2 separate regions of the Anas platyrhynchos genome follow, and region 2 is linked to region 1. The links are chromatin contacts, called in public Hi-C maps. All regions are on one chromosome and are shown on one strand. The core of a region is the stretch at or near the end of the contact, and the rest is flanking DNA. Distances in the headings are between cores, read along the strand shown. Region 1 overlaps CD82 (CD82 molecule). Region 2 overlaps TP53I11 (tumor protein p53 inducible protein 11).

The links. A called contact is a pair of places that touch in the nucleus more often than the background predicts.
Region 2: a Hi-C map of subcutaneous adipose tissue shows a contact between it and region 1, with 3 times the contacts expected there. The contact joins two enhancer-like sites. A contact is called at or near these places in 5 of 8 Hi-C or Micro-C datasets (F1 follicle, F5 follicle, liver and 2 more).

Annotation. Positions count from the first base shown.
Region 1 is chr5:52,635,992-52,638,541 of IASCAAS_PekinDuck_T2T, forward strand. CD82 (CD82 molecule) reads left to right here. Exons shown (of 9, transcript XM_027458168.3): 9 at 1-547. Among named protein-coding and RNA genes, the nearest start is that of CD82, 33 kb to the left of the region's middle. Within about 2 kb of position 1,265, at least 1 of the 8 cell types and tissues checked has an H3K27ac peak or open chromatin away from gene starts, as enhancers often do. A contact at or near this core is called in subcutaneous adipose tissue, where this site is marked.
Region 2 is chr5:52,818,695-52,821,244 of IASCAAS_PekinDuck_T2T, forward strand. It overlaps TP53I11 (tumor protein p53 inducible protein 11), which reads right to left. Exons shown (of 7, transcript XM_038179417.2): 4 at 2,290-2,338; 5 at 1,762-1,858; 6 at 977-1,078; 7 at 1-393. The coding sequence ends at 260. Among named protein-coding and RNA genes, the nearest start is that of TP53I11, 16 kb to the right of the region's middle. Within about 2 kb of position 1,272, at least 3 of the 8 cell types and tissues checked have an H3K27ac peak or open chromatin away from gene starts, as enhancers often do. A contact at or near this core is called in subcutaneous adipose tissue, where this site is marked.

The DNA.
Region 1 (2,550 bases), core at 15-2,514:
CATGCAATAAATACCTTGGCAGCAAGAAGCTGTGAGGGAGAGAAGTGGATGGTCCTTGCCCGAGATGTGATGCGAGGTACGTGGTGAAGAGAGCCTTTGCCTTACAGAAATGGTCCCAGGACAGTCAGCCCTGCTTTTGTCAGGGCTGGGGTTGGTAGTAGTAGCCCTAGCAGCAGCTCAAAGGCATGGCTTCCCTACCCACTCAACTTCCCCTCTGGCAAGAAAGGCCCGTGCAGGGGGACAGAGCCCCAGCAGTGGGTCCCTGCAGTGTCCTTTTGTGGTGACTGGGGAGAGTAGATATGACTGGACAACTGATTTATTTTTTTTGGATGTCTGATAAGGCTTTGCTACTCTGAGACCCCTGCCCTCTCTTGCACAGACCCTTCCAGCTGACCTTTGGCTATAGCAGAAGGCACCTTTCGTAGCAGTAAAGCTTGCTAGCTTCCATAGTATAAAGTCTATTCTCTAACGTGTTTTTATTTGCAAGATTCCTGTTAAGTTACAGATGCCAACGCTGAGCAGCAAGTAAAAAGAAGCCCATGCTGGTTTTTTTTTGTGTTTTTTTTTTGTCTGTTTTTAGCAACATCTTCCGACTGGAAGAAATGCATGTACAGATGTAAAAGTCTAGAGGGTGAATATTTCTGTAATAAAGACTTTGCTAAAAAAAAAAAAAAAAAAAAAAAAAAACTCTACTCTGGCTAAGCCTTGTGCATTGTAGTGGTTTCTCCTTCCTTCCTCTCTGTCCCCTTCTGCTTTACATGCAAATCACTGACACCTTGTTTGTTTCAAGTAGCAAAGGCCCTGCCAAAAAGCAGGAAGTATGTGCCATTACCCTTCTGAGGGCTTCAGAAGTTCTTCTGCAGTCTGTGGGTGAGATTAGTGTGGCCTATGAAAATACTGCCCCTCAGAGGGAGGTGACAATTTTCCTAGCTGTGTGTTCTAGCGTAAACTTTTGCTTTAGAAAACATCTAATTGTGACGCAAGTCCTCTATGTTCAAAAAAAGCAGAGTGAAGTTTGATGAGAATGAAGTGCTGGGGTGCTCCCAGTAAGCACCAGTGGCAACTGGTCTGAAGTCAAGACTCGAGTTACCCTGATCAGCCAAAATGGAGCAAGAGGTGCTGGAGGGGATCTTGGACTCAAGCAATATGCACTGACCTGTCTGATTTGGGAGCAGAACTTGCTCCTTCAGACTGTGCTGGGCCCCAGCTGCCTGAGCTGTGGAAACCACTTGCCTTTGGCCACTGGAGGGAGGTGTTTTACCAGGAAAGCTCCAGCCTGAGTGCTGTGGTATCACCAGCCTTGACTGGTCCCTTGGGGGGCGAGATGATGACACTGATCACTTCCTTCTGCTCCTAGTTACTCCTGGCAGCAGGGTAGCTAAAATAACTTGTAATTACAAATGTATTCTCATAAACGATTTGCGCTGCCTGCTTGGCATTTTAGGGATAATTTTTCCTTCCATCTCTCAGAGCAGCACGCAGTTGGATATTTTGCTGTGTGTCTTCTACTACTGTATATGGGTTGTGCTTACTTCTGGGGCTTCTGCCTGAAGTAGCTCTGGAAGCTGAAGATAGCACAAGGAGCCTCTCCTGCTGCTTTTTTTTCTTATCCCCATCTTTTTCTTGTTTTCCTTTGGAGGGTAGGTTGGGAGGAGGCTAGGAGGGGATATGATATTTATGTGTCCTAAAAAGCACTCTAGAAAAATAAAGCCTTCAGACTGTTAGAGAGCAAAAACCCTCCTGCTGTTCCTGAGGTGTACTTGAATCTTGGGCCAGGCTCCTGGCTTATCTCTGAAGGTGAAGGTTTGCTGCTGGAACTAGAAATCAGACAGACTTCTTAGGAGCTGCGGTGTTTGTCTAGCAAAACCCAGAGTACCAGCGTCTGCAGTAGCTCAGCACATGGAAGTATTTTGTGTGTAACGAACAAGCTGCTATATAGCTGTCCCAGGCCAGTAATTAATATTGTACGAGTACAGTTGTGACCTCCCTGTGGCCTGAAGTAAGGCCCCTGGTAACAAACTGGTGACATTCTTCGTTCTGCATAATCACGAGGAACTCGGAAGCTGCTATAACTCTTCCCGTGAGACACTTTCCCTTCTGGAAAGAGAAGAGGAATTGCACTAGAGTTAGCATGGGTAAGTCTGCAGGTCACAATGCATCTTGTTCTTTGTCATGGTTTCTGCATGGCACGTACTGGAATGTGATGTGTGGCAGCTGTTCTCGGCTCTGCAGCTCTCCCACATGGTGGTGTGCCTGGTCCTGGCCAGCTTGGCTCAGGATTGAAGATGAGTTTGATAGGAGGCCAAATTCTGGTTGCTGATGGACAGACTGCAAGCGGTGGTGTCAGACTGCCGCGGCTGGGAAAGGTGAGGAACAGCAGCTATCAGGGCTCATTGCTGGAAAGCCTGAGGACTATGGGATTCCCACAAATGCATTTTCACAGCCAGTTGCTGCCACTAAATGCCATAAATGGAGAACACGCCCTCAATTATTCATGGTCTGGCTCTAACCCATTAGCCTCTGAGACTCTTGGCTCTAGCCCTGGCCTTT
Region 2 (2,550 bases), core at 22-2,521, 180 kb after region 1:
TCCCTGAGCCTTCCTCGAATTCTTTGCTTGCCTCCCGCAGAGGGGCTGGTGGGAGGGGACCCGCATGACGCTGCTCTCCCCAAATTTTCACCTGGCAATGCTACCAGCATCAGGTTACACACTGAGTCATGCCAGTAAGTGGAAAAGGAAACCATTTTAGAACAAAAAGGGACTAACAAAAAAAAAAGTTATAATTATAAATGCAAAATTACCGACACAACCCCCCCTCCCACCCTTCCCATGACAAAAAGCCCAGGAATTAGACTTTCTTGGGACGGCGTCCAACTTGGTAATAATAATAAATGCTGATGAGGACGAAGAGGATTCGGCTGACCAGGAGGAGCACAGCACCCGTGGCTATCCGGCTACTCTCAACCAGGGAAACCGTGGTAACTGGAGGAGAAGGAGGGAGATAAGGCAGAGGTTGGTGACGAGAAACAAACAGATCTGAGCAGCACAGAGCTGTTTTCTGCTGCCCTCTAACGTAGCTTTTTGGAGGGACCAGCTGAGCCTTGTGAATACAAAAGCTGTCACTGCAGGCCCACCAGTCTCACACTCAGCAAACCTGCAACACACAGCTCTTACACCGCTTGATTTGACAGCTTCAAAATTAGGCACAGGGCCTGTGGGTCACAAAGCTCCTATTTATAGAAACGCTTCCCTAAAGGCAATTCTGCCTTCAGGTAGCCAGCCTGAAACATGAACTCGAGCAGGTGTGAATTTCCCATTTGCTCAGGTCTTAATCATGGAATCTGCATGTTGCTTTGTGGCTTAACCACTCCAGTGCTGATAAATATTTGCCAAATGCAGAAGCACGAATGAAAACACATAGTCCACTCACACTACCCGTTTTCTGAGCAGCTCCCTTTTTGGTTAATAACAGAAGTTACCCTAGAACAGTTAGCGAACAGCTCTCTCCTCCCCACCCTGAGCATGGGCACACAGCACACACCTCCTGCCCAGCCCAGCTACTCACCCAGGAACTGCACAGCGAAGTAGCATGCCTCCGTCAGCAGGGTCCAGCGGATGATGACTTTCTCAGCTGTGTACAGGGCATTCCACATGATGAGCGAGATGCCTGCAGAGGGACAGCAGCACAACTGCTCTGAGGGAAGGCGAGGACCACCAGGAAAGGGCAGCCCACCTGCCTGTTCCCCAGGTGAAACATTTTGGCCCCCACGGGGGAGGCAGAGGGAAGCAGCACAGGCAGCAGCTGCACTCTCCCCTTGCTTGGTGTGGCTGCTGCATTTCCAGCTGTCCCCACGAGATGCTGCTGCAGCCTGCGGGAAGCAGCCAGCCACCAGCCTGCCAGTGCAAGGGCATCCCACCCTGGCTGCCTGCCCTCAAGCCCAGCCACCCCTCCAAAAACACTCCCTGCGCATTCCCTCGCAGCCTGGGAGCAGCAGTGGCTGCAGCACACGGTGCAGAGCTAACCAACCCTCTGCGTTTTCATTCCTCCACTCATTTTCTTTTCCAGAGGGTTTCTCCAGGCTCCCCTCAAGCCCCTCACCCTCCCATCTGGCCCCATCTCTTGTGCCATACGCGAGGTCCCCCCCAGGCACCGCAATCACAGGATGCGGGAGCCTGAGACCTTGCTAGGAAAAAGCAACAGAAGCTGAGCTTTACAAGAGACCCATAAAAAAAAAAATTCCAACAGCAGCTGTTTCCAAACACAGAATTTGTCTGCTCCTGCCCTTTTGGCCTCTCGCCCTATTGCTCTACAGGGCAGCATCACACCCCAGATACTGGCACAGCACTCACTGAGGAGGGCTCCTCCATAGAGCCGGATGGGAGTCTTGCTGCTCGCCGATTCCTCGTTGAAGACGGTGTCGTAGAGCTGGTCAGGGAAAGCGAGGGCCTGGCGGAGGCATGGGAGAGACTCAGCAGCACTTTCCCAGAGCCATCAAAACGCGCTGTCTCAGGCAGGGGAAAGTGGTGCTCTGACATTGAGACATGAGGTGACCAGAACCATCGGCCAGGAAATTGGGAATTAAGGAGGCACGAGAAGTATCAGCGTGTCAGCTGCTGGCTTCAAGGCCGGTTTCTGTGACCAAGGCTGCCGTGCCGTGTGTGGTTTATGAACCTGCTAATGGAAACAGACTCTGGCAATGGGAACAAACAGCCAAGGACACTGCTGACAAGCCCATTACAGAGACGCAGGGAGGGCAAAGGGCTCTCACGAGAAAGCAGCGGCAGTTGTTGAAGGCAAAGGAGGGGGAATAAGTGGCCAAGGAGCCACACTGTGGCATCCAGGAGCTGGTGGTGCCCAGGACTGCAGCCCTCACTTACCATGATGGCCACCCCGGAAAACATAACGGCGGAAACCAGCTGCCAGACCCTGCACAGGAGGGAAAACAGAGGGCCCAGAGTGAGCACGGGGGTGAGCCTGTCGCCCCTGCTTCACAATGCATTCCCAGCTGTCCGCGTGGTTATTAGCCTCTGTCCTCCCTCCTCACCCAACTGTGGCAGCCGTGGGTCTTCTGCATGAAGACGTGGTTCCCCAGACACTGCTAGCTCGAGCCTCACTAGCAACACAGAGCTGAACCCCCC